Regions from separate parts of the Mus musculus genome. Here regions 1 and 2 are each linked to region 3. Evidence: chromatin contacts called from public HiChIP or PLAC-seq data. All regions are on one chromosome and are shown on one strand. The core of a region is the stretch at or near the end of the contact, and the rest is flanking DNA. Distances in the headings are between cores, read along the strand shown. Region 1 has its middle 30 kb from the start of Fat1. Region 2 overlaps Gm30504 (a long non-coding RNA gene). Region 3 has its middle 13 kb from the start of Zfp42.

Region 1 (4,873 bases), core at 1,183-3,682, 1.6 Mb before region 3:
ACACACACACACACACACACGTCTACTCCACCATGGCAGACCAAAGAATAGATAACACCAAAGTCCAACTTGGTGAGCCAATGAGTTTTATTGGGATCAGCTACAAAAATACACATGAGGGTTAGACATGACTCAGAGACAGCTACATAACCAAAGCCCACCACAACATGAATGGAGACTCACAAGAACAGGGAACCTGGAGCACACTGCACAGCTTACAGGAAGCTCAACAGGTTGGAGAGTGTCAGTTGGCCTAAGTCTCTTCCAGGCACCTGGGTTGGTTTCTGTTTCTTCCAGGCAACTTGTCTGGTCTGGCATCAGGCTCTTCTTTACGGTTTGGCTTGTGGGAGAGTGACTCTCAGTAGTTTTATTGTTTTACATGGGAACTGGGGCTGACAAATCTTGTCAGTTTTGGGGACTTTCTGACACAATCTTGAATTGTTTACCACCCAGTCTATGGAGTTTCCCTGCAGGACAGAATGTTTTAATTCTGAAGGAAACCATTCCACCCAACACTTGGCAGAGTAGACATGAAGAGGTAGCTGATTTCATTAGTCCTCAGAGAAAGATTTGCTTTTAAAATAATAACGTCAGTTAAAATAGCAGTACCCTTTCCCAATCCTAGCATTAACAAACTGATCCCAGTTACCTAAATGAGTCACATGTGGTGGTGTCTCACACCTGTCGTCCCAGAACTTTGCAAGCAAGAGCTGGAGGACTGGGAGGCTGATGCCAGTCTGGGCTACACAATAACACTGGATCAAAAAAGACGCATGGTAGTGGCCGTGCATGGTGGTGTAGGCCTTTGATCTCAGCACTTGGGAGGCAGAGGCAGGTGGATCTTTGTGAGTTAGGGGACAGTTTGCTCTCTACATAAGAGTTTCAGGCCAACCAGGAAAGTACAGAGAGACCTTGTCTCCAACAACAACAACAACAACAACAACAACCACCACCACTACACAGTAAATAAAAATTTAAAAAACTAAAAAAAGAAAGTCAGTTCCTACCAGAGGTGGCAAAGACATGGAAAAGAGGAATTCTCATCATATAATACTGGTGAAATTGTGAATTAATGTGACCACTTTGGAAACAATTGAGCATTGTGAAAATAAGTCTCTATGTACCCAGGAGAAACTCAGGCCACATCTATAAGGAAGCACACACATGTGCAGCAACAGGAAAGCGTGCCCATTAAAGCATAGACACACCGTGGACTTCTCTACCATGTAGGTACCATGCTGCCTGTAACAGTACGATAGGTCCTTAGAAACATAGAATGGGGTAAGAAATGGCGAAGAACTTGCTCGGAACTAGAACACTAACCAATCTGTAGTTGAGGTGGGGGTGTATATGAAGTAGGACATTTGTTTTTAAAAAGAATGGCGGTGACTCGGGAAGACACTGGTGCATGAAATGAAGACTCATCTCGGTGCATTGGTTTAATATGCCTTTGACAGGAATGTGAAGAAATGGAAGGTAGCCAGAGTGCATATAACCTCTCACCCAGAAATGGAAAGGAAAGTACTCTGTGCATGTGCTGAAGAAACAAGAGCTGTTGCTGTAGGTCGTAGAGAAATGGGCCGGAGGAAGTAGGGCTGCTAAGGAAAAGCTTTCCTAGAAACTTAAACTCAGGAGAGGCACGCTTTGAGTGAAGACAAATTCCTGTCATGGAGAAGGTAAGGCGATGAGGTTACTCTTGGGAAGAGAGACTCTAAAATGCAGAAAGTACAGCTTGGCTTCCTCCTGAGCCATTCAGCTCATGTCCAGATAGATGGTTGTAAACTCAGACACTGCCCTTGTGTCTTGTGGCTTTAAGCAAGTGCACATGGAGATGGGGGAATTTAATTATTATTTTTTTTTTATTCTATGTGCCTAGGTCTTTAGTACAAAATGGCAAAGCCCAGAGAGGCATGCATGTTTTCTGATTGGTTGAAGGGACTTTGCCCTATTTGCAATGTGCCATCTGTTTCCAGTTGAGACCCCAACAGATAGATGCAGTACTATTAATTATTTCTCAAACCAGCTGTTTGCAAGTGGGGGAGTGGTTTCCTGGGCAGTTTTAGCCACCTGCTATTTGGCTTGTAAACAAAGGTGTTTCTACAGAACAGCGTTTTCTAATTGATTCTTAAGTCTGATCTCAGACGAGCAGAGTCAGCACTTTCTAAGACTGTGTTAGAAGCACAAATGCTCCAGCCTCACCAAAGAGAATTGGATCCAAAACTTCAGGGGCAAGGGTCAGCAGTCTGTTTTAATAAGCTCTTCCGGTGATCCTGAGCAATGCGGAAGCATAAAAGCCACCATTGAAAGGGACTCTCAGGGGACAATGCGCCATCTTGATTATTGTACCTGCTGAGTCTCAAGCACACCCTGGAGGGAGGGGCTCAAAGTAAAAAGGAAGAGTCCCAGCCTACCTACCGCCTTGAGACGGCAGTGACTCAGCACTCAAGGTCATGACCAGTTTAAAGTAATGTCACAGGAAAGAAACAGACTCCTGTCTTCATCATCCATCTGATTTCACCATGGAAACCAAACAACAAGGAAGTTACATTGGAACAGGCCAGTCTCTTGAGATTAGAACACAAGGTATGAGTAGAGAGGGGATGGAAGATAATTTCTGGTGACCTCTTGATCCACTTTCTTTCCTTTCTTTTAAATTTCTTTTCTTTTTGTTTATTTGTTTGTTTAGAAACAGGGTTTCTCTGTGTCACCTTGGCTGTCCTGGAACTCACTCTGTAGACCAGGCTGGCCTCAAACTCACAGAGATCTGCCTGCCTCTGCTTCCTGAGCGCTGGCACTAAAGGTGTGTGCCACCACCACTACCACCAGGCTGTTGTTCCGGTCTCTAGTATCATGATGAAAATTAGAAATAGCACCATCTGAGTCAGATAACAGGTTGATGGGTTTCATCAATATAGTGGACACATTAAGTCTAGGAGTTAAGCTAAAAGACTAGAGGAAACAAGATTTTTCCTTTGCACAAATTTAGGTTGGGATGTGTGTTATTGGATTGCTATACCACTATGTTAAGTGACTCTAGGCTATGTCAACTCTATCCTAAGTAGGTTACTTTTACTGGAGATTAATGAACTGAGGGATCCCATTGAAGAGAGCTGTGTTAATGAGATCACCGCGTAACTCCGAAGCCCATGCCCTCTAAAAGTCGCTAATGAAGCAGGGTGGGAAGAAAGGAAAAAAAGCAATGAAAGTGAGTTCATCTTGTGATAATTGATCCAGTTACAGCGACACACACACAAATGCTATAGAATAGAGTTCAAGTTCAAGGGGAGCTTGCTGGCTCATTAAGAAGACAGGCACTCACCGTGTTAACTCTGTGCATTAGTTATTGCCCAAAGTGTGAAACAGGGACGATAAGAAGGAGGCTGCTTTTTATCTTGCAATAGGATTTACCACTCGAAGGGGTGCTTCGTGGGCTCGCCGTTACTTCATGGGCTCACGGCTACTTCTGCCTTTCAGGTCTTGGCAGACAAGTGACAAGCCAAGAGTGTCAACATCCTATGCGTGAAAATAGTCTTGTCATTGCTACATCATTTCTAGCATAATACTTTAGAATTGCTTCCACTGCCTATGGTCATCTCCCAGGAATCTGGGCATTTTTGTGGATCAGGTTGTCATGTGTATTCCCTGAATATAGCATCTATGTAGATAACCTGTCAAGACCTTATGCATGTATAAGTTTAATAAAAGTTACTGTGTGTGCACTTTAAACATGATTTCACATTTTTCTTTTTTCTTTTTTTTTTTAAATGTTCTTAGTCCTGCCCATTAAAGACTCTCTGGGATAAAGCCACATTTTGAGTAGATAGTTAGCCATAAAATGAGTTTACAAGTGCTTCCGTTGGAACTGGCTTCCTGGTATTGAGTCGCTTGGATGTGAAAAGAGACTTCTGTCAGGGAGCTGCTTTGACTACAAAAGCCTTAACCAACCAGCTGCATTGCCTCTCTTCAGGTTTTGGGTTTTCTTATCTGAGCTTCTTCTACATTTGACATTTCTGGTCCATTAATTATGAAGTGGTGATGATGATGGAATGTTCTAAATTTTAGAGTCTGAAATAAAGATAAATAATTTAAAGATAGCCATTTTTTTCCTAAGAAATGTTCCATCTCTAAGATGTTCTACCTAAGTAAAAATTTATATGATATTCATTTGACTGCATACATCTGTTTTGAGCAAATTTAGTTGTGGGAACGTTCTAGATTTCCTTTAAGTTTAGATGTGTCCTGTTGGATCATTATTTTGCAACAGTGGCTTTATTCTTATATGTGTTCTATATGTGTTCTCTGTAGTCCAGGTTATCCTGTTGAGAGGGGTAATTTTGATAGACTTTAGTCTTCCAATTTAAATAAAGCTGTTGCTGAGACTCTCCAGAATGTTCAAGAGCCATCGTTAAGTGTCACGTTCTTCTGAAACACATACAAGGTCGGTTGTTTCGGTTCTTGTTAAAAGGGAGCCGTAATTTGGCTTGTTTGAATTTTATTTTCAACCTAAGCATTTACAAGCAATCACAGCAGGGCTTAAAAAGAGAGAGCAGGGATATTGCATCCTCGCTAGAAGATGACAGGGAGGCTCCTCATGCGTGCCGTGCCCGCTCAGGTTGAGAATGGAGGACGCGGTGACTCTGATACCAGCGTTTCTTGAGAAAGAATGACGATGACCTGGGATCCAGGGAAGTGGCCATGAACAGTTGCTATGTTCATTAAGCAGCATTTTCGTAACTAATTGTTGCCGCTGTGATCGCTATGACTTGGCATGCTGCAATAACTGATTTTTGGACAGGATTACCTCATCAAATAGGAAAAAAAAAGCTACTCTGAAATACCAGCTTTGAAAAAAACCTGAATAATCTCTGCTTTA
Region 2 (4,333 bases), core at 1,254-3,753, 1.9 Mb before region 3:
TTTTGGAAACAGGCTGACTAAGGACTTCAGTTGAAGGAAGTATACTTGGTTGTTGGTTGGCTGAATACCCTGCCAAGGGCGACCGCCGGTTACAGGTTTGACCTCCAGTGTGGCTGAATGAAGTGGCTCTGGAGTCTTTGGAGAAGTCAGATCTAGTGGGAGGTCTATGGAGGTGGAGGTGTGCCCCTCGAGGCAATAGTTGAACTCCAGTCTCTATGGTTCTCCACTTCCTAGCTCGAGGATTTGCTTCTAGCCCACACACTCCAGCCATGATACCCTGGCTACCCATTATCTCTATCTAGTTAGCATGTGCAGGCACTCAGCTTTAGAATGTGGTAAACAGAGAGATAATTAAAGCTCTCTCTACTTATTAAGAAGAGAGCTATAACTTTGTAGAGTAACACAAATCTGACTGGCACACCCCAAAACATATACATACATACATACATACATACATACAGCACATTCACGCACATGTATATGTATACACACATGCATACACACACATAGCACATGCACACATGCATACATACACAATACACACAGAGCACGTACACACACAGCATTTGTATTCATATACACACCCACATACTGCAATACAAACATGTATACACACATACACAATACACACACATACACATAGATACACAGACCACATACACACAGCATTTGCATACATACACACATAGCAATACAAACATACACACACATACATACACATACGGTACATGCATATTCATAGGCAGTTACAGGTTCAGTCACCCCAACACGCCTCTGTAAGAGGTCAGACCCCTCATTAGAGGTTTCCTACCAGCTGTGTTTCCCTGGCTCTTCCTTGCCCAATCTGACATAGTCACACACCAACCAGGGAGCTCGCAGAAACCAGTTTTTTTGAGGTTGAAGATTTGGGTATTTTGTGACTATGACACAGAAAGCCACTTAGAACTGCTGACCCGCCATCAGAATGAAGTTGTTCATCTCACATGAAAGTGAGACTGCCTGAGGTAGGGAAAGAACTCTCTGACTCATGGACCGTGTTTCTAAATGAGCCATCTAGCTAGGTGTTGGATAAAGCAAACGGGGATACTGATAACCAGACTGTTTAGGGGTCAAGAGACACTAGAGAAGTGTGAAATCCTCGGAGCTTCCATGAGAAACCCAGCAGAGGGCGCAGTAACTCTGCGTACAGAAGCTCTCAGCCTCCAAAAGAAGCAGAGAAACAGCTGGAAACCCACTCCCTGCTCGGTCTCATTTAACAGTCTCGTCTGCAGGGAGCCCTAAGGTACCAGTCTCAGCTGGAGCACCTATAACAAAGCCATAAATCAGCCCTTCCTCAGATCCTGCCCACAGTGTGGGAGATCAAGCTGTGCGGAGGCCCCTGACCAGATCCAGCGAACATCTGTGTGTCTGGCTCCCAGGCCTGTTTAGAGTGGCATGCTGTGGTGCCCTGCCTGGGAGGGGCAAGCAGGTTCAAATGCCCTGCCGAGCGAACAAGCAGAGAGGGAAGGCGGTGATCCCCACAGATATAAGGCCTTTCTAACCTATCCCTTCGAACAGATGCAGCTCTTCCCTTGTTGGCTGGAGAGAACGGTTCATCTGTCCAGATGTGAGACCAGCAGGTGTCAGTGGAATCCAGCTGGCTTTACTCCCTAGTCTGAAACTCCTTTTTTGCCTTGTCATTCTTGGACTTATGATGGCTGTTGTTGTTGGGATAGTGTTGTCATACCGATCTTAAGCTGGTGAGTAGATTGAGAGTGATTTTTCCAAGACAGTAGCTTTTCACTGATGTGAGGTGGGCTGCAGGGGCAATAGCCTTCTGTGGGTTTTCTCTTGTTAACTCGCATGTTATCAGCAGCACGAAACCCTGGCGAAGAATGACAAGCACTGAAGACAGTCATGTTTGCTCCTGCTCAGTATGTGAGAGCCCCAGCTCTCAGGTGCCCTGTTGTGCGCCTGGAACAGGAAGTATGCTGACAGGAGACACCTTGTTTTGACAGAGAGATCTGCAGACAGTGGAGGCCTGCGGCCCTAGCCACGGGTCTTATGGACAACACCAAAGGCCTGTGTGTGCCATTAATGTATGAAGATTATATGTATAAGATATATATGTGCATCGTATGTTTACAGATACATGTATATATGTATATGCTGTTTACATTTATATATGCATATAATCTACATACATAATGTATACAGATTGCTGATAGTCTCCTGTGGAAGTCCCCGTTTCCAGCAGTCACCAGCCTTCTTAGTCCCATCCTTTTGCTCCTTGTGACTTCTACTAACAATCCCCTGATATAGTTTTATTTATTTCTTATGTTTTGCGTATTAGTAGGTTTTCTGTGTTGCCGTGAGAAAGCACTTTCACCAAAAGCAAGTCACGGAAGAATGAGTTTATTTGGGCTTACAATTCCAGAGGCATGAAAGGCCTCCACTTCCTGTAGTGTCACACAGTAGTCAGTTTTCGGAGCTCCACTTCCCCGCCCACATAGCAACTCTTTAGCATGGTAATGAGGACAGGTGAGGGGACAGCTGAGTAGGAGTATGACTCAGCAAATCCATGCACAGATTTGGCTTTGATCTTTCCAACTTATCGTATTCACAGATGGATAGCTTGTGAGAGGGGGATGATTCCCTTTCAAATAAAGTATCAATCCTCCCAGTGTGAGCAATGTGGTAAATATTCAGCAAAAATAACCTTCTCTGCATATTTACCTCTTAGAGGGCGGCCAGGAAAGCCAGGTAGAAATAGATATACTACACCAAGAACACATCTGAGCGAGCAGTGCCTTCTGACAGCCTCTCGATCTTCAGTTATAAAGTTCATTTCAACTCAGTGCATATGGTGAGAAATCCTAGACTTCTTTTCATGCTGAATCGGTCACCAAAGCCTTTGCTTTCAACTTGACAATATCTGCATATGGCCACACATGTCACCGATATTCACTAGGGAGGTGTAAGCAAGCAGGTGTCCATTCCTAATGCAAAGACAGCACACGGAATTAGGATTCCACTGGAGTCCCAGCTAGGCAAACTGATGAGTTGACTTGGTGAGCCCACAGGATGTAAGTGAGGGGCTGTCTACAGGGCTTGGAGTGACACCAACCAGACACCATTGAGAAGTTCCATTCCATCATGGCCGATGACCTCATGGAAGCTATTCTTGGAGTCCCATTCTCACTTAACCCTGCACTTAATGTATACTCTACCATTCCAAAGTTATTTTGTAGCTGGGGAAGAAGACAAGGGGAAATAAGGCCTGGATTCCCACATGAGAGCCCTGTGAGCCCCTCACTTCTGTTCAGATTATTAACAGCTCTATTGACATTCCTATAGACCTACCTATCACTGCGTTGCTTTGCTTCCTTGGTTGTCATAGCTACCGGGCCAAAGTCATGATATAAAATACTTATCATTGTTGATTTTTCTGTCAACTTATCTGAATGCTCTACTACATGAATGAGGAAATAAGTCATCCTTCAGAAAGCCCATTGCACCACACTGGTAGGCATAGATATTTCTTTATAAAACCAGAGATACATACTTTAAGTCACAGTGTTTGTCTTTATCTTTGTCTTTCTTTCTCTCTTTCGTTCTCTCTTTCTTTCTTTCTTTCTTTCTTTCTTTCTTTCTTTCTTTCTTTCTTTCTTTTTTGTTTTTTCCGAGACAGGGTTTCTCTGTATAGCCCTGGCTGTCCTGGAACTCACTTTGTAGACTAGGCTGGCCTCGAACTCAGAAATCTGCCTGCCTCTGCCTCCCAAGTGCTGGGACTAAAGGCGTGCGCCACCACACCCGGGTCTTCACAGTGTTTTTCTATTCCCCATGCTTGTTCATGGAAATTCAGGTTAGGTATATTTTTTTTCCTAAGACAAGGTATGTTCCCTGAAAGATTTGTGCACAAGAGACAGCCATCACTCCCAAATGAAAGCATTAATGTTCATATGGCAAACTAGAGGCTTCATGAATTTGTCTAGTCCCCAGAGAGATTCTAGTGAAGGTTAATCAGATGTTGAGATTGCAAACCTTGGTGAGTAAAGGTTGAGATGGGTTTGAAAGGTGTTTTGAAATAAAGAAGAATAAAATGATGCTGTTTCCGTCATCCTACCTGTACCCGACACCCCAGTCAGAGGAGCTACATGAGCTATGCCAGATACTGTTAACACTGAGTCACTCTGCAGAAAAGGGATGAGAGAGATGGACTCGGGCAGGACCTGAAAGCATCAGGCTCTCCATCTGGATATTAATAACATTTCACTGGAAAACTCAGACACTTGTATTTAGGGACGTTAGTGCTGGTATCAGAGTTATTAAGGTCAGAGCCTGTGCTCTGTCA
Region 3 (4,699 bases), core at 362-2,861:
TTATTTTCTAGATCTTGCGCTGCTGGGATAAGGCCAGCCAGTATCACTAAGTATAAACATCATGCACTGTCACTTTTTCAAATATCATACACAAGCCAATCACCGAATTGTTCTACACAACCTCCATTTCACACTCTGGACCTTGTGAAGTCCAGAAAAGCCTACAGAGAAGTGGACGTTTTTGGTTATTCATTTTCCACATCTTACATACAAACTCCCATTTGAAGGCTAGATGATATCAAATACAATGTTTTAATTCCAGATGGTTCGGTAGAGGTAGACACAGCATTGAGCATTGAGCTTCCCAAAGGTTTCTATGAACTCTAAATTCTCACTGAAAGGCTTGCAAAAAGTGTCAATTTGTGATTGTAGGTAGGCCTGACTGTTATGGGAGTGGTACAAGAACATATATTCAAGGACATAAATTACATTTTCTGAGTTTGAACTGGGATTTTACGGTGGTGGAACTGAATATCTGCCTTTTGACTTGGTTCTAAATGCAAAATGGCATCCTGGATTGGACCCTGGAAAAGATAAAAGTGCATTCATGGAAAAACTGCTTCAGTCTAAGGAAGTCTAGAGTTTGGTTAGTAGCTTTATGCCATTGGAGAATTCTTACAGTAAATGGAACTTGGCTATATAATATGTGAAACTTAAGACAGGCTGGTTAAAGTGTACATGGAAACTCCTTATAAAAGCTTTTCAATCCATGCACAAATTCAAGAGCATGCTAAGATAAAATAATAATAATAAAAATAATAACTGAAAGACCATTCTATTTGAGCTTGATTCAAAACCCTGAGAAGGAAATATGAGAAGGGCTGTAAGTAAGTCTGAGTTAACTTAGGAAAGCCCCCCAGTTTTGTTTTTGTTTTTGTTTTTGTTTTTCCGAGACAGGGTTTCTCTGAATAGCCCTGGCTGTCCTGGAACTCAGAAATCCGCCTGCCTCTGCCTCCCAAGTGCTGTGATTAAAGGCGTGCGCCACCACACCGGGCTAAGTCCCCCAGTTTTAATGGGTTCTTCAGCAGGGCAGCAAAAAGCGTATTGGGAAAAAGAGGGCACTTGAACAAGTTGTAAATTTTTTGGTGTACATTCTTTGTTGATCTTTTGTTTTTATGGTTTTTGTTTGTTTGTTTGTTTTTTGCAAGACATGGTTTCTCTCTATAGCCCTGGCTGTCCTGGAACTCACTTTGTAGACCAGGCTGCCCTCGAACTCAGAAATCTGCCTGACTCTACCTCCCAAGTCCTGGGATTAAAGGCATGCGCCACCACTGCCCAGCAGATTAAATCCTTCTTAAGCAACAGAAATTCATTTGTACTTCTGGAGGCTAAGAAGTCTCAGATCATGGCAACGTTGGACCTCAAGTCTATGGAAAGCCCGTTCCTTACAGGTGATGCCTCTTATGTGTCCTTGAGTGACCTAAGGACTCTCAAAAGCACCTCTCCTATTTTTCCTTGACACAAAGCTTCACTACGGAACCGCCCCCATTTCACCCCTCCCCCAAACCCGAGGACCTGGAACTCACTATGTAAATCAGACTGGACTCAAATTCCTGTGCCACCACCCTGCCCTCAAGCATCTTTTTTTAAGAGTACAGTTCACATTCATAAAATCAGGGCTCTTAGGAGGTGAACACCTGCTCAACACCACACCCCTGAGAACCCCCGTCTGTGCCTACACCCTAGCCTCTTTTTAAAAGGGTACTGTTCACATTCATAAAATCTGAGCTCTGGGGAGCCAATTGCCTGCTCAAAGCCACACCCCCTCGACCTTCCTCTGTCCTTTCACCCAAGCATCTTTTGTAAAAGGCACTGTTCACATTCACTGAATGAGAGCTCTTAGAAACTAATTGCCTGCGCAAAGCCATATCCGTCCTACCTGGTCTTGTGAGCTACCACCCCGCTCAAAAATCTCTTTATTTAATTAATTATTTATTTACATAGTTCCCCCCCCCCCAGACCTTTTCCTGGAACCGGAACGCGCTTTGTAAAGTTGGCCTCAAAGATCCCCACACCACCCCCTGCCCTGCCTCTACCTCCCTAGTGCTAGGAACTTAATAACGTTATTCGGTTATTCGGGAGGCAGAGGCAGGTAAATTTCTGAGTTCAAGGCCAGCCTGGTCTGAAAGACCCCACCATAAGGCTTAGCAAGCTAGCTGCAGTAACGCCATTTTGCAAGGCATGAAAAAGTACCAGAGCTGAGTTCTCAAAAGTTACAAGAAAGTTCAGTTAAAGATTAACAGTTAAAATCAAGGCTGAATAATACTAGGACAAGGGCCAAGAACCGATGGTACCCACCGGGGCCCCGGCTCAAGGCCAAGAACCGATGGTACCCACCTGGGCCCCGGCTCAGGGCCAAGAACAGATGATACCCAGATAAGGCGGAACCAGCAACAGTTTCTGAAAAAGTCCCACCTCAGTTTCAGGTTCCCCAAATGACCAGGAAATACCCCAAGCCTTGATTTGAACTAACCACTCAGCTCGCTTCTCGCTTCTGTACCCGCGCTTTTTGCTCCCCAGCCCTATAAAAAGGGTAAAAACCCCACACTCGGCGCGCCAGTCCTCCGAAAGACTGAGTCGCCCGGGTACCCGTGTTCCCAATAAAGCCTCTTGCTGATTACATCCGAATCGTGGTCTCGCTGATCCTTGGGAGGGTCTCCTCAGATTGATTGACTACCCACCTCGGGGGTCTTTCATTTGGAGGTTCCACCGAGATTAGGAGACCCCTGCCCAGGGACCACCGACCCCCGCCGGGAGGTAAGCTGGCCAGCGGTCGTTTCGTGTCTGTCTCTGTCTCCGTGCGTGTTTGTGCCGGCATCTAATGTTTGCGCCTGCGTCTGTACTAGTTGGCTAACTAGATCTGTATCTGGCGGTTCCGCGGAAGAACTGACGAGTTCGTATTCCCGGCCGCAGCCCTGGGAGACGTCCCAGCGGCCTCGGGGGCCCGTTTTGTGGCCCATTCTGTATCAGTTAACCTGCCCGAGTCGGACTTTTTGGAGCTCCTCCACTGTCCGAGGGGTACGTGGCTTTGTCGGGGGACGAGAGGCAGAGACACTTCCCTCCCCCGTCTGAATTTTTGCTTTCGGTTTTACGCCGAAACCGCGCCGCGCGTCTGATTTGTTTGTTGTTCTTTTGTTCTTCGTTAGTTTTCTCCTGTCTTTAAGTGTTTTTGAGATCATGGGACAGACCGTAACTACCCCTCTGAGTCTAACCTTGCAGCACTGGGGAGATGTCCAGCGCATTGCATCCAATCAGTCTGTGGATGTCAGGAAGAGGCGCTGGGTTACCTTCTGTTCCGCCGAATGGCCAACTTTCAATGTGGGATGGCCTCAGGATGGTACTTTTAATTTAGGTATTATCTCTCAGGTCAAGTCTAGAGTGTTTTGTCCTGGTCCCCACGGACACCCGGATCAGGTCCCATATATCGTCACCTGGGAGGCACTTGCCTATGACCCCCCTCCGTGGGTCAAACCGTTTGTCTCCCCAAAACCCCCTCCTTTACCGACAGCTCCCGTCCTCCCGCCCGGTCCTTCTGCGCAACCTCCGTCCCGATCTGCCCTTTACCCTGCCCTTACCCCCTCTATAAAGCCCAAACCTCCTAAGCCCCAGGTTCTCCCTGATAACGGCGGACCTCTCATTGACCTTCTCACAGAGGACCCCCCGCCGTACGGAGCACAACCTTCCTCCTCTGCCAGAGGGAACGATAAAGAAGAGGCGGCCACCACCTCCGAGGTTTCCCCCCCTTCTCCCATGGTGTCTCGACTGCGGGGAAGGAGAGACCCTCCCGCAGCGGACTCCACCTCCTCCCAGGCATTCCCACTCCGCATGGGGGGAGATGGCCAGCTTCAGTACTGGCCGTTTTCCTCCTCAGACTTATATAATTGGAAAAATAATAACCCTTCCTTTTCTGAAGACCCAGGTAAATTGACGGCCTTGATTGAGTCCGTCCTCATCACCCACCAGCCCACCTGGGACGACTGTCAGCAGTTGTTGGGGACCCTGCTGACCGGAGAAGAAAAGCAGCGGGTGCTCCTAGAGGCTAGAAAGGCAGTCCGGGGCAATGATGGACGCCCCACTCAGTTGCCTAATGAAGTCAATGCTGCTTTTCCCCTTGAACGCCCCGATTGGGATTACACCACTACAGAAGGTAGGAACCACCTAGTCCTCTATCGCCAGTTGCTCTTAGCGGGTCTCCAAAACGCGGGCAGGAGCCCCACCAATTTGGCCAAGGTAAAAGGGATAACCCAGGGACCTAATGAGTCTCCCTCAGCCTTTTTAGAGAGACTCAAGGAGGCCTATCGCAGGTACACTCCTTATGACCCTGAGGACCCAGGGCAAGAAACCAATGTGTCTATGTCATTCATCTGGCAGTCTGCCCCGGATATCGGGCGAAAGTTAGAGCGGTTAGAAGACTTAAAGAGCAAGACCTTAGGAGACTTAGTGAGGGAAGCTGAAAGGATCTTTAATAAGCGAGAAACCCCGGAAGAAAGAGAGGAACGTATCAGGAGAGAAACAGAGGAAAAAGAAGAACGCCGTAGGGCAGAGGATGAGCAGAGAGAGAAAGAAAGGGACCGCAGAAGACATAGAGAGATGAGCAAGCTCTTGGCCACTGTAGTTATTGGTCAGAGACAGGATAGACAGGGGGGAGAGCGGAGGAGGCCCCAACTTGATAAGGACCAATGCGCCTACTGCAAAGAAA

Evidence for each region. HiChIP or PLAC-seq counts read pairs in DNA pulled down with a chosen protein or histone mark.
Region 1: an H3K27ac HiChIP or PLAC-seq map of embryonic stem cells shows a contact between it and region 3, with 8 times the contacts expected there. The contact joins two enhancer-like sites. A contact is called at or near these places in 7 of 115 datasets of contacts at active chromatin or transcription factors (astrocytes, embryonic forebrain, embryonic stem cells and 1 more) and 1 of 9 other capture datasets (embryonic stem cells).
Region 2: a contact with region 3 is called in an H3K27ac HiChIP or PLAC-seq map of embryonic stem cells, with 6 times the contacts expected there. The contact joins two enhancer-like sites. A contact is called at or near these places in 1 of 484 Hi-C or Micro-C datasets (embryonic stem cells), 1 of 115 datasets of contacts at active chromatin or transcription factors (embryonic stem cells) and 1 of 9 other capture datasets (embryonic stem cells).

What each region holds. Positions count from the first base shown.
Region 1 is chr8:44,918,125-44,922,997 of GRCm38.p6, reverse strand. No RefSeq gene overlaps it. Among named protein-coding and RNA genes, the nearest start is that of Fat1, 30 kb to the left of the region's middle. Within about 2 kb of position 2,432, at least 12 of the 459 cell types and tissues checked have an H3K27ac peak or open chromatin away from gene starts, as enhancers often do. A contact at or near this core is called in embryonic stem cells, where this site is marked.
Region 2 is chr8:45,233,616-45,237,948 of GRCm38.p6, reverse strand. The region is part of intron 3 of Gm30504 (a long non-coding RNA gene); the gene reads right to left. Among named protein-coding and RNA genes, the nearest start is that of F11, 26 kb to the left of the region's middle. Within about 2 kb of position 2,503, at least 22 of the 459 cell types and tissues checked have an H3K27ac peak or open chromatin away from gene starts, as enhancers often do. A contact at or near this core is called in embryonic stem cells, where this site is marked.
Region 3 is chr8:43,317,888-43,322,586 of GRCm38.p6, reverse strand. No RefSeq gene overlaps it. Among named protein-coding and RNA genes, the nearest start is that of Zfp42, 13 kb to the right of the region's middle. Within about 2 kb of position 1,611, at least 14 of the 459 cell types and tissues checked have an H3K27ac peak or open chromatin away from gene starts, as enhancers often do. A contact at or near this core is called in embryonic stem cells, where this site is marked.